Regions from separate parts of the Mus musculus genome. Here region 2 is linked to region 1. A link is a contact called in public Hi-C data. All regions are on one chromosome and are shown on one strand. Each heading gives the region's core, a stretch centred on a gene start, on an enhancer-like site or on the middle of the called end of the contact. The rest is flanking DNA. Distances are from core to core; before and after follow the strand shown.

What was found. A called contact is a pair of places that touch in the nucleus more often than the background predicts.
Region 2: a Hi-C map of uterus shows a contact between it and region 1, with 2.1 times the contacts expected there. The contact joins two enhancer-like sites. A contact is called at or near these places in 11 of 484 Hi-C or Micro-C datasets (the C2C12 cell line, adipose-derived mesenchymal stem cells, cortical neurons and 5 more) and 2 of 115 datasets of contacts at active chromatin or transcription factors (embryonic fibroblasts and microglia).

What each region holds. Positions count from the first base shown.
Region 1 is chr16:92,949,882-92,955,778 of GRCm38.p6, forward strand. No RefSeq gene overlaps it. Among named protein-coding and RNA genes, the nearest start is that of Gm41499, 4.1 kb to the right of the region's middle. Within about 2 kb of position 2,685, at least 70 of the 459 cell types and tissues checked have an H3K27ac peak or open chromatin away from gene starts, as enhancers often do. A contact at or near this core is called in the C2C12 cell line, embryonic fibroblasts, muscle stem cells and 2 more, where this site is marked.
Region 2 is chr16:93,104,577-93,110,083 of GRCm38.p6, forward strand. No RefSeq gene overlaps it. Among named protein-coding and RNA genes, the nearest start is that of Gm30474, 25 kb to the right of the region's middle. Within about 2 kb of position 2,420, at least 38 of the 459 cell types and tissues checked have an H3K27ac peak or open chromatin away from gene starts, as enhancers often do. A contact at or near this core is called in the C2C12 cell line, embryonic fibroblasts, muscle stem cells and 2 more, where this site is marked.

The sequences.
Region 1 (5,897 bases), core at 1,435-3,934:
TTCACTAAAAAGTTGAGGTCCCCTCTTCCCAGATGACATCTAATTTGTGTCAAATTGACATCTGAAATTAGCCACCACCATAACTAAGCCATTTTAAGAAACATTGGTGGTCTTTATGTCTAGCCTAGTGCTTTCTCGTTTCTTTCTACTTTCTTTTATTAAGAACTTGTTTCTGCATGACATTATTCAAAAAAGGACTTCTAGAAAAGGTGTAAGAGAGTGGCCTGGAAAATCAGAGCAGGGCAGGACTCTGGGGATATCTGGCTAGAGAGCTGTGAAAAACGTAGTAGTCAGGACTGCGCTCTTTAAGATGTCAACACTGGACAGGATGTGAGCAAGGACCAGCCATTTGTACAGTGTCAGCTCTTACTCCCTTGCCTTGAATCTGTGTTCTTTGGTACTGGACTCTCAATTGTCCCCAAGTGCACCAGCCTCTGAGTCTTGTGTCATTATTCCTATGATGTCTGCTTTCTTTTTTCTACACCTTCCCTGCCACACAGACTGTTTCCTCAGACCGTAGTTCTTTCGTTTCCATCTCTGACTACATAAACACACGCAATGTGTGTACAATAGTAGAAAATATATCGGGAGGAACCCGTTCTAACTATGGGCATATTTGTGTATGTGCAGATGTACATTATGAGCAGCACATGTACATAGCTGTGTGCAGACAGAACCCAGAGGACAACCTCAGTGTCTTTCCTCAGCTGTCACCCATATTTTCTTTTATTTGAGACAGGGCCTCCCACTGACTGGGGGCTCACTAAGTGGGCTGGATGGATGCTCAGTAAGTGCCAGAGGGCAGGGCAGGAGTTCATAAGTCAGTTCTGGCTACTTAAGGACTTCCATAATACTTCTTGAACATGTCTCTTCCTTCACAGTGCTGCGACTACAAACACATGTTAATGTGCGTCCTGGGGTTTGAACTCAGGTCCTTACACTTGCAAAGCTAACACTTTACTGACAGAGTCATCTCCAGCCCTTCATCATCCCTCTCCTTAATGACCTGGTGAGTGCTTACTCCCATTTGAAAAGTGAGAAGATCCACTCGCCCAGTTAGTCCCTCCCGGCTAATGGAACTGGACTCAACCCAAAAGCTCTTTGATGAAGACAGCTTGTCCTGCCCCCCCATACCCTAGGCTCTCCCTCTAGACTCCAAGCTACCTGCAGCACTTTCCTTGTTTGTTCTTACACTCTGTGTTGCACTTAGCCTGGGGGAAGTGCTTATCAAGGTTCTATCAAAGGAGTGCACTTTAATAACATCCATTACTTTACATCATGGTGTGCAAAGTCACTGTGGTCACCCGTTGATTGTGCCCTCTTGGGCCCGAACACTCAATAGAAACAATAGGAAGATTTTCACTGTAAGGACTGAGAGCCAAGTACTGCTCTAAGGTCGAATTGTATCTCCTCTAATCCACACACACACACACACACACACACACACACACACACACACACACACAAAGTGCAGGGAACTCAGTCCCATCCTTCAGCCCATTTTATAGATGGGTGAACTAGAAGTAGAGTTCATCGAGCCTAGCAACAACACTTCTTCCCAAAGCCCATACTCCTAGGAAAAACAGGCTTGAGGGCTGAAGCCATGTGGCTGGCTTGTAGCTCGCACCCACCACTGCATCCCATTGCTGTCCTTATCTCAGGTGACTCCCATGCAAGGACAGCACATATGGATATGAACAAGTATGGGATATTTCCCCTCTCTCAAGCAATGCGTTCGTTCTCTGGAGCACAGATTCTCCATAGAAGTGACATGGTCAATGTACTGGAAACGTGGCTCTGGCATTCTCCAGCACTGGAGGCCAATGCGGTGAGAACACAAGAGGGAAATAGCCACAAGGAAAACAGATGACTCTGCATTGGAGAAAATACAAGAACGGCAAACTTCTGGCTGCTGTTTGTTGTAAAGTGGAATGCTGGGAAATTGCAATTAGGAGAGGCATGCTGTGGCCCAGAGAGAGAGAGAGAGAGAGAGAGAGAGAGAGAGAGAGAGAGATTCTAGATCGCACAAGAATTTGCCTATTCCCCAAATGTTGAGAATCCTGTATGCCTTCCCCGGGCTGGAGCAGGACCAAACCAGATCATACCAGAAGGCTTAGGCCTGGAGAATTCTATCTCAATAAATAGCTACTTGTGGGCTGATCGAAGCGTCAATTTTTAAAGGAGAATATGATCAGGAAGTTATAGTCTGCTTCCCACAATGCCTGACGCTTCCTATCCCCTTCCCCTCAATGAAAGAAATCACCTTACCAAGGATCCTGTGGGAGATAAAATCATTGCTGATTCCTTTGGCCTGGGATCTCACAAGTGTTACAAAACTGTGTCTCTGCCTACAGGGCGCATGCCAGTGTTAAACAACTACTGTTAAGATTTACTGGGGTTCATGAGAACCCACTGAGCCAAGAGGCCATTCTGCCAAAGGGTCACCGCTCTGTCTTTCAATCCTATTTATGTGTTGACTTTTGGTCTTTATCGTTGTTTGAAAGCAAACAAGGGATATTTCTCTTTGCGAAAGTTGATGACTTCAGGTGGAGAGAGAACAGCTGTGGCAGACGATTCTGGAAACACAGCGAAATAGCCTCTCTTCACATAAATGTTTATGGAAGCAGGAAGACTGAAGAAGAAAAACACAGCAGAAAATTGCATGACTCACAGGCTGAGTGCCTTCTAAATAAAGCATCTCTCCGAATTTCCCAGGAGATGCTGAATGTGAGCAGGCGGCAGAGCTCTGTGGGGCAACAAGACTGTGTTTAAACACCCCCAAAAAAAACCCCAAAACAAAACAAAACAAAACAAAAAACAGTGTACACAAAAGTCACTGGGGGGGTATTCTGTTCCTTTTGAGGTTAAAGAGAACCTCAAAGAAGAGAGCAAGAAATCCTGGATGCTGTGCCCCCCTCCATCTGCTGTTGAGTCCCTGTGCAGCTCTCAGCTCCTGGTTGGACCACTGTGCAGAGGAAGAGCTGTGGCCCAGTGCTGTGCCTCTTGCTGACTCAGAGATCTTCCTGTCGTAGAGCCTGGCCAACTGATGATCACTGAGTTTAATTTTAGATCTTGAGTGCTGGATCTGGGAATGTTTGCAAACTAGACCCAGGCTCCATTGACACTGGCATGTGAATTGGAAAGAAAGTTTGCAAGTCTTTGAGTCTTTACACTGCCCAGTCCATTGTACCCCCACAACATTGTGAATTTGGAATAAGCTAGAGGAAGCCGTCTTGGGGCACTACTTCACAAGTAACAGGCATTGCTCCTGAGTCTAGATCTCAGAGATAGAACTTCGTTCTTTATACTTAGTTTTTTATTCTTAGGAGTTTCTGACTAGGAAGATCTAGAAAGTTCTAGAAGGTTGCAGACTAGAATTTAATTTCCTTCCCACTCGAGTCAATAGGTCTTGAAGCTATTAGAAAATGTGTTAGAAATAGTCTCTAGGTTCTCACTGAGGCTTAGCAATTACAGCAATCTGATAGCAAGTTGGCAACGTAGAATCAGGTGAGCTAGTTAGAACAATCATCCTTGGTGCCTCCCATTTAGAAGCAGTTAAGCAATAAAACACTTCAAAGGGACAATCGCTTTCTACGATGGGTTTCCCTGTATGTTAAAGAGTCAGATTATTCAGTAAGTTGACCTGTTCTGAGTCAACTCCCACAAAAAATATGCAGGACACCCAGTCAACTGGATTATAAATGAACAGAAAGGAATTTTTAACTGAATACCTGTCCCGTGCTGTTTTCTTATTGGGGTTACCCCAGAAGACATCCAACTAGAGCAACTGTATATTTTAAATGACAACACAGGGAGGCCTGTGGGCTTTCGAAGTTACCATGTATTAAAAACACATTCTGAGTGTTTTCCTCCAAGAAGTGGGGAATCTAGATGAAGAAAATCTTTAATAGAAGCAAGAAGCTAGCTACTCTGGAAGGGTCCCACTCAGCCATTGACACATACTGTAGAGCGACAACCCAGAAAGCCAAGGTAGTTGGACTACAGAAAAATAGTGGGACAACTTAAGAAGTTCTGAGGTGACGCAACACTTCCCCCAGGCAGGATCTCAATTCCTACCATTCTGACTCCTTAACTTCCTTCAGTGTCTTCCATGGTCTCCCTTGAGGGCGAGAAAGGGAAGAGATAGGGTGGGGGTGTCCAGCAGTATTTTACTGTACATTTGTTTTGGCATTAGCTGAGTTCTAGACATGAAAACAATCCCCTGTTCTTAATTCAGTCCATGTGCGGCAGAGCCGTGCACAGGGAGATCTGGCTTTTACTAAAAGCTATTAACAAGCATGTTTGATCACAGGAAGTCGAGAGAGAGCAGTGCTTGCTTCTAAAACACAGTGAGTGAGTGCTGACCGGCCTCTAGAGGGAAGGCCCAGATTTGTGTGTTGGTCCTTTGGTAACCTACTGAGCTCCATCCAAGACAAGTAGAAGATGGGACCCGGAGGAAGATTCCCAAGCCAACCCCCAGTGTGGGCAAGAAGCCTGTCCCACTCTGTTCCGAGCACTTCCTTCCTGTCCAGGGAGGTGAGTTGCTGAGCCTGTTTCTGGGCAAGCGGCCATGTTGGGATATGGCCTTAGATAGCCTGCAGCTGGGCTGAGTGGGCGTCTGTCAGACTCAACATAGGCAGCTCCCACCGTCCTGCCTGGACAGCTGAATAGAGCTTCTGAGAAGAGCCTTTGATTTATTGGTGGCCCGACAGCCCTGGGTACTGCAGTTCAAGTTCCAGGAAGCAAAGCTGTGACAGATGAAGTTCTAAGTATACAGACAGTGTGCGTGCACACACGCACACACACACACACACACACACACACAGACAAACAGAGACAGAGAGACAGAAAGAGACAGGGAGACAGACACACATACACAAACACAGACAGAGAAACAGACAGGCACATACACACACACAGACAGACACACAGAGAGTGACAGACAGACAGAGAGACATAGACAGCCAGAGAGACAGACAGGTACACATACACACACACAGAGACAGACAGGAAGACAGACAGAGAGACAGACAGGCACACACAGACAGACAGACAGACAGACAGAGACAGACAGAGAGACAGACAGGCACAGAGAGAGACAGAGAGACAGGCACACACAGACACACACACACTCACACAGAGAGAGAGAGAGAAAGAGAGAGAGAGAGAAGACAGGCACACACAGACAGAGACAGAGATACAGAGAGACAGAGATACAGACAGGCACACACACACTCAGAAGACAGGCACACACACAGAGACACACAGACACAGAGACAGAGAGACAGACAGGCACACACACACAAGACAGGCACACAGGCACACACACAGAGACACACAAACACAGACAGAGACAGAGAGACAGACAGGCACGCGCGCACACCTCAGCAGTATGGAATGGAACTGAAGGATACCAGCGGTACAGGGTGCAGATTCTCCTACATGGGTGACATCACTGACTTGAGACCATCAAGGGACTAACTGTGTTAGCAGCACTGGACAGAGCCTGAGGTGGATTCTTTTTTGTTCCTTCCCACTGATTGTTTTCCTGAAGGGTGTGGGTTGAAGTCTGAGAGTGAGGGATCATAGTCTCTGTGGAGGAACCTGAGATGCCTTATTGCCGTACCCAGAGAGTCAGGACTGCTCTGCTTACAAAGACTACAGCAGCAAGGACTCACTCTTGGAGAAGAAACAGAAACCCAGACTCCCAGTTCCTGTTGATCCTATTTTTACTCTCTGAGTCTCCGTGACTCTCCATCTCCCTCTCTTCCTCTCCCCACCCTCACCCTAGCCTCGTTAGAATTCATACACACACCTGGTTTTCTATTTACTTTGGGGACAGAGGAGGTGGGGCCCAAGAAGGGAGGGCATGCTTGCTGGGGAGTGTCAGCATTTGC
Region 2 (5,507 bases), core at 1,170-3,669, 150 kb after region 1:
CCTCTTGACCGCCAGTGAGTTGGGGAGCTTGGTTCATCTTGTTTATTCCTGACTGAGCCCCTCCCTGGTGTTCACAGAGGTAGCCCGGCTTCTCTGAGCCATAGAATGGAGGGTAGGTTGATTTCTGGCTCTCTACCCAGTGCCTCTTTTCAGAAGCAAGATCTAGGGCCACCTTTGGGAGGTTCTTGTAATGGTGAGGCAGGCATGAAAAAAGACCACCCAGGCTGGAAGGTTAACCAGATCTCAGTGTGCACCCTTGAACTTTTCCTGCCCTGCCCTCATGGGTGGAGTTATAGTACCTCATTATAGTCCTATAAAGTCATGTCCCTTTGAGGCTCCATCTCCTTGGTCAAGGAGAAAAAGGCACTCTTAACCAGCACTGGGAAACCAGCTTTCCATGAGAGGAGATGGGGACACATGAATGCGCGTAGGTAAGGATTTTCTGAATGAGCTGTAGGCGCTGCTATAATAACCAAAAGAACATTCTAGGACATTCTAGGGCTTTCATTAAAGTCCTGACCCCCAGAACCTTAATATATAACTTTTGAGAAAAAATGTTATCCATAAAACTAGATAAGGTACCCTGCTATACAGTTGTCTTAACTGAGAATGATGTATGTCCTTATAAAAGGAGGAAGGGGACAGACAGACACATGGGGAGACTAAGGTAGAGGCAGGGATATTGTATGTATAAGCCAAAGAAGCCCAAAGATGACCAATAAAACAAGCAGAGCTTGGGAGAAAGTTGTAGAACAGACTCCCTCCCTGCCATGGCCCTCAGCAGGAACATATTTATGGATAGCATCTTGGGCTCCCGAAACCATGTATTTCTATCCTAGGCCGTGGGGGCCAGGGTGGTTGCTCTACCTTTGTGGGTAGTCCCATCATTCCCTGTGTGTTCCTCCAAACTTACAAGGTTTGTGGTGGGGTGATCTGGCCTGACCACACTCACACTGGTTCACTGACTCCCTTCTTGGAGCTTCCCCCACCTGCATCCCAACACTTCACACACAGTGAATTCTGTGTTATTATTGTTACAGCAGCCCCTACAGCTCTTTCAGAAAATCCTTGCCTGAGAGCACTCATGTGGCCACAGACTCACCACTCATGGAGAGCTGGCAAGAGTGTCTTGTCCTCCTTGACCAAGGTGATGCAGCCCCACAGGGATATGACTTTATAAATTTCCGAAGGGGGGAGTTCTGTACACTCTTAGGGAAGTTTTGCAAGAATCAAAACTTGAGACTTGCTGGGTCCCTTGGAAGAATGAACATTGCCTCTGGAAGTTGCACTGTCTTCATGTGAGAAGCTAACCTGAGGTCTCCCTCTGTAGCCAGCATCATCAGAACAAATCTTCTCTGAGAGATGACTCTATGGCACCATGAACAACCTCTGCTAGAAATCAGTCTGTCTGTCCATCTCTCCAAGTTCTCCGCCATAATGGAAAATCTTCTGAGAAAGGCATTAGCCTGCTATGCATTTTTGAAGTGGTTATTTCCATTGTTTTTATTTACACGTGTGCATGCACATGTGTGCACCCGTGTCTGTGTGAACAAATCCCATGTGCACACATATGTTTGCAGTACTCAGGAACACCAGAAGATGCTGTTTGATCGCTGGAACTGGAGTTACAGGTGGCTGTGCACCACCTAAAATAGGTGCTGAGAACCAAACCTGGGTCCTCAGTAAGAGCAGCAAGGGCTCTTAGCTACAGAGCCAGCTCTCTAGCTCAGAGTACTTCTAGAAACACATTATAGATGACACTGTTTACGTCATCTATAACATTTTGACATAAAAGTAGACCATTTTTGATCTTATGAGCAGTTCTGAAATGACTTTCACTCTTGTCAGTTATAATTATTTATTTCCTCAGACCAAGTCCTTAAAAGTGAGATTATTTTAGGTCGAATTATATATTTCAAATCTTAAAAAATTCAGATATCCCATTTTCTCTAGCCTTTGAGAACAGTAAAAAAAAAAATGTGTGGATAAGATCAGTGCCTCAACCTACACATAAGCTATTACATTATTTCCTAATTTTTTTCAGGAGCAAAAGGTCCTTCATTGAAGGTCAACCACCTTTCTCATGAGAAAAATGTTCATTTGTTCTAAAGAGGGTTGTGGTGAGGATGGGGCTTCTCAAATTAGGTCTGCCTTCCTTTCTCTCTCTCTCTCTCTCTCTCTCTCTCTCTCTCTCTCTCTCTCTCTCTCTCTCTCTCTCTCTTTCTTCCCCTAAACAGAAAGAAAAAAATTTTTGATGATGTCAAGGGGTGCTAAGCTGAAAGAGTTCAAAGTGCCAAGGGTATTTAGCGGTCTCCCTGCCCCTGCATTCCCAAGCCATGCAATACAAGGAATAGTCTGAGAGCTGGCCGTGCACTTAATCCCACAGGAGCGGCCTTGGCAAGCTCCTCGGGATCGTTCTTGTAATCCTCAGAAGCTCACGGATTCCAGGAAGCCTCCATGCCTTTTGCAACCCAGGCTTGCCTCCCATGAATCTTCCTGACTCAGAGTTTGCAGCATTTGCTAATTTTCATAGAGCGTCACACAAATCCTCTACCACTGTCTACCCCTCAATCATAAAAGTGCCACTCGGATTTACAGCCCCCCCAAAGTCAACAGAGCCTCCCCTTGCAGGCACAGGGGAGAAGGATCTGGAACCACTTGATGGAGTGCACCTCATAACAGCAGGATAACAGCGTGCCACGTTGGTTGCCACAGCTCATCTGGGTTGAGGCTGCCTGGTCAGTGCTTGGATATCTTTGAAACAGAATCACATTCTTCAGGAGGTGGCGACTGTAACACAATAAACAGCAGCTGTTCCCAGGGCTTGGAAATAATACCTCAACATTCGCATAGTGTTTGGTGCCAAGAGTTAGGTCCCGTTATGGTTAAGGCCAACATAGAACTTCTAGGCAAATAAATACATGAGTAACAATGTCCTGTTAGGACTGGAGGGATGACTCGGAGCTTTAGAGCAACTGTTGTTCTTTCAAAGGATGTGAGTCGCCTCCCAATACTTGCATTGGTCGGTTTATAACTGCCCATAACTCCACTGGCATCTGACGCCCTCTTCTGGCCACAAGGGCACCTGCACACACATGCAGCACACACAGACACATAAATTAAAAGTAAATATAAAGGACTGGAGACATGACTCAATGGTTTAAAGCATTAGCAGTTCTTCCAGAGAACTCCAGTTCAATTCCCAGCACCCACCATCTAGAACTTCGTTTTCATTTCAGGGGAGCTGAGCCCCCTCTTCTGGTCTCCCCAGACAATGTACACACATGGTGCATACACACACATTCACACAAAATATTGAAATTAAATGTACATTGCTCCCATCAATTTCTTTACAGTCTTAATTTGTACATATTACCCAGGAATCTCACACACATGGAATTTTCCATTCTTTCCAATCTTTCTAACGAGCACTCCATCTCAGCATAGTCCTAAAAGCTTTCTAAAGACCCTTTTAAAGTAAAAGGCCAGAGCCTGTCTTGTTTATAAGACACCAGGATTCCAAGCTTCCAGAAAGCCCATATAAGTAACCCCAGAAATAGGTAGTGCATTTAATAGAAATCTGAGCTCATCAATTTTACATGATCCTCACACACTGAGTGTGGAATGCTGATGAGGATTTGATGTTGACAGGAGATTCATTTGCAAACACAAGTGGCTGGAGAGATGATTAAATCGGTGAATAGTTTGTCAATATCTATTTCATGTTAGCTCTCACTATCAAGACCAGTAGCTGTGGCTTTGATGACAATAATAAATAATAATTAGGATATGGCGCTGTTCTGGTTGCAAGCATACAACACTTTTTGTTATGGACCTAAAAAGATGTATATTAAGTTATATGTGTACTCCCAACCCTGACAGGCCAGCCTTAACGAACGTTTGAGGGAGTCATGAAATCCATATTGTCTTATGGTCCTTGGTGTGCAGAGATGGCTTCTGTCTTCTAGGATAAAGAGTACAGAAAGCTCGTGTTGTGCACACCTAGGTGACAGGGACAAGATGGGGTAGCTTTAGATCAAATACAACTGCTGGATGTCTGGCTTATTCCTCAATGAGGACTGGCACCAAGCCTGGGAGACAGTGCAGGAAGTCAAGTGTCCGCCTTGACAGCGTGAGGACCCAAGTTCAAGGACCCACGCTTAAAAAGGTGTGTGTGGTGGTGCATGCTTGTAATGCCAGCTCTGGGGAGGCGGTGACAGTTGGGTCCCTGGGGTTTGATGACCAGTTAGGGTGAGATTCTATCTCACAAAACGAGGTGGATGTACCTGAGAAGTGACCACAACCTTCTTGTTGACAAGCGAGGAGGTGAATTGAAGTGAAAGCATCCGAGGGGGCATCCCTGACATCACAGGGCACCGCAGAACATGCTACGTTCTCAGAGAGTCGATTCTCAAGTTCATGGTGCTTGTGCCGCTCACTAATCTCAGGGACCTTCAGTAGGATGGAGGATATTTGAAAGCAGAAATTGGATCTTTTGGGGTTGTGGCCAAGCCCCAACTTCTCCAGTTCTGAGGCATTACAATGCTTGGTGCTTTCCTTAGGATGTCACAGATGCTATTCTGCGGTCTTAGCTACATAAAGAGATAGGGCTTAATTATTTAACATGTCACTCTCAACCATTAAAATAGTGACTAGGCTCTTGCCAGAACAGATTCTATAAAATATCAAAATAAAGTCAATCTTTAAAAAAAGGGGGGGGGAACTATTCAAAAAGTTTGAAAAACTTGTGAGGAACATCAATAGTTCTACCTGCAAGTTTACTCCATGTAAACATTTTTAAGAAGATTCGTGCAGTGTCTAGTGTAGCCCAAGCCGACCTCAGGCTTACTGTATATACCCAAGGCTGATCTCGAGCTCTTGGGCCCCCAGCCTTTACCTATGGGTAGGCTGTTGGGATTGCAGTATGTGCCACCGCTCTGCTGCTGAGGTTTGAACCAACGTCCTGTACATGCTAGCCACGCACTGTAGAGGTAGCTACTGGGCTACCCACCTACCCACCCTCTCTCTTGTTTTGTTATGACACGTACCTCACACACCAAGGGCGTGGAGAGCCAATGGCTTTCCCCATACAATCATACTAAAAGCAAGTGTGTTTTGTAAACGTTTTATGGAAATTTGGGAAAGTGAAAACAGGCTCTTAACAGTTCCCCGCTGTCCAACAAGCAATGTCAATACTGCCATGAACGCCAGTGGCTCAATCAGTGTGAGTCAACTCTACCTCCCTCTCGGTGACTCGTACTTTTGTTATTTTTAGCAGGAGACATGCAACGCTGTATGGTTGGCTCACGTATTGAAGACGCGATTCTCAACTGCTGGTGCTATTTTAGGAGGTTCTGGAAACTTTAGATGTTGGGGAGGGGTAGCTGGAGGAAGTATGTCACAGAAAACATGTCTCTGTCTGCCTGCCTGTCTGTCTGTCTGTCTATGTCTATGTCTGTCTGTCTGTGTCTCTGTCTCTGTCTATCTCTGTCTCTATCTCTGTGTGT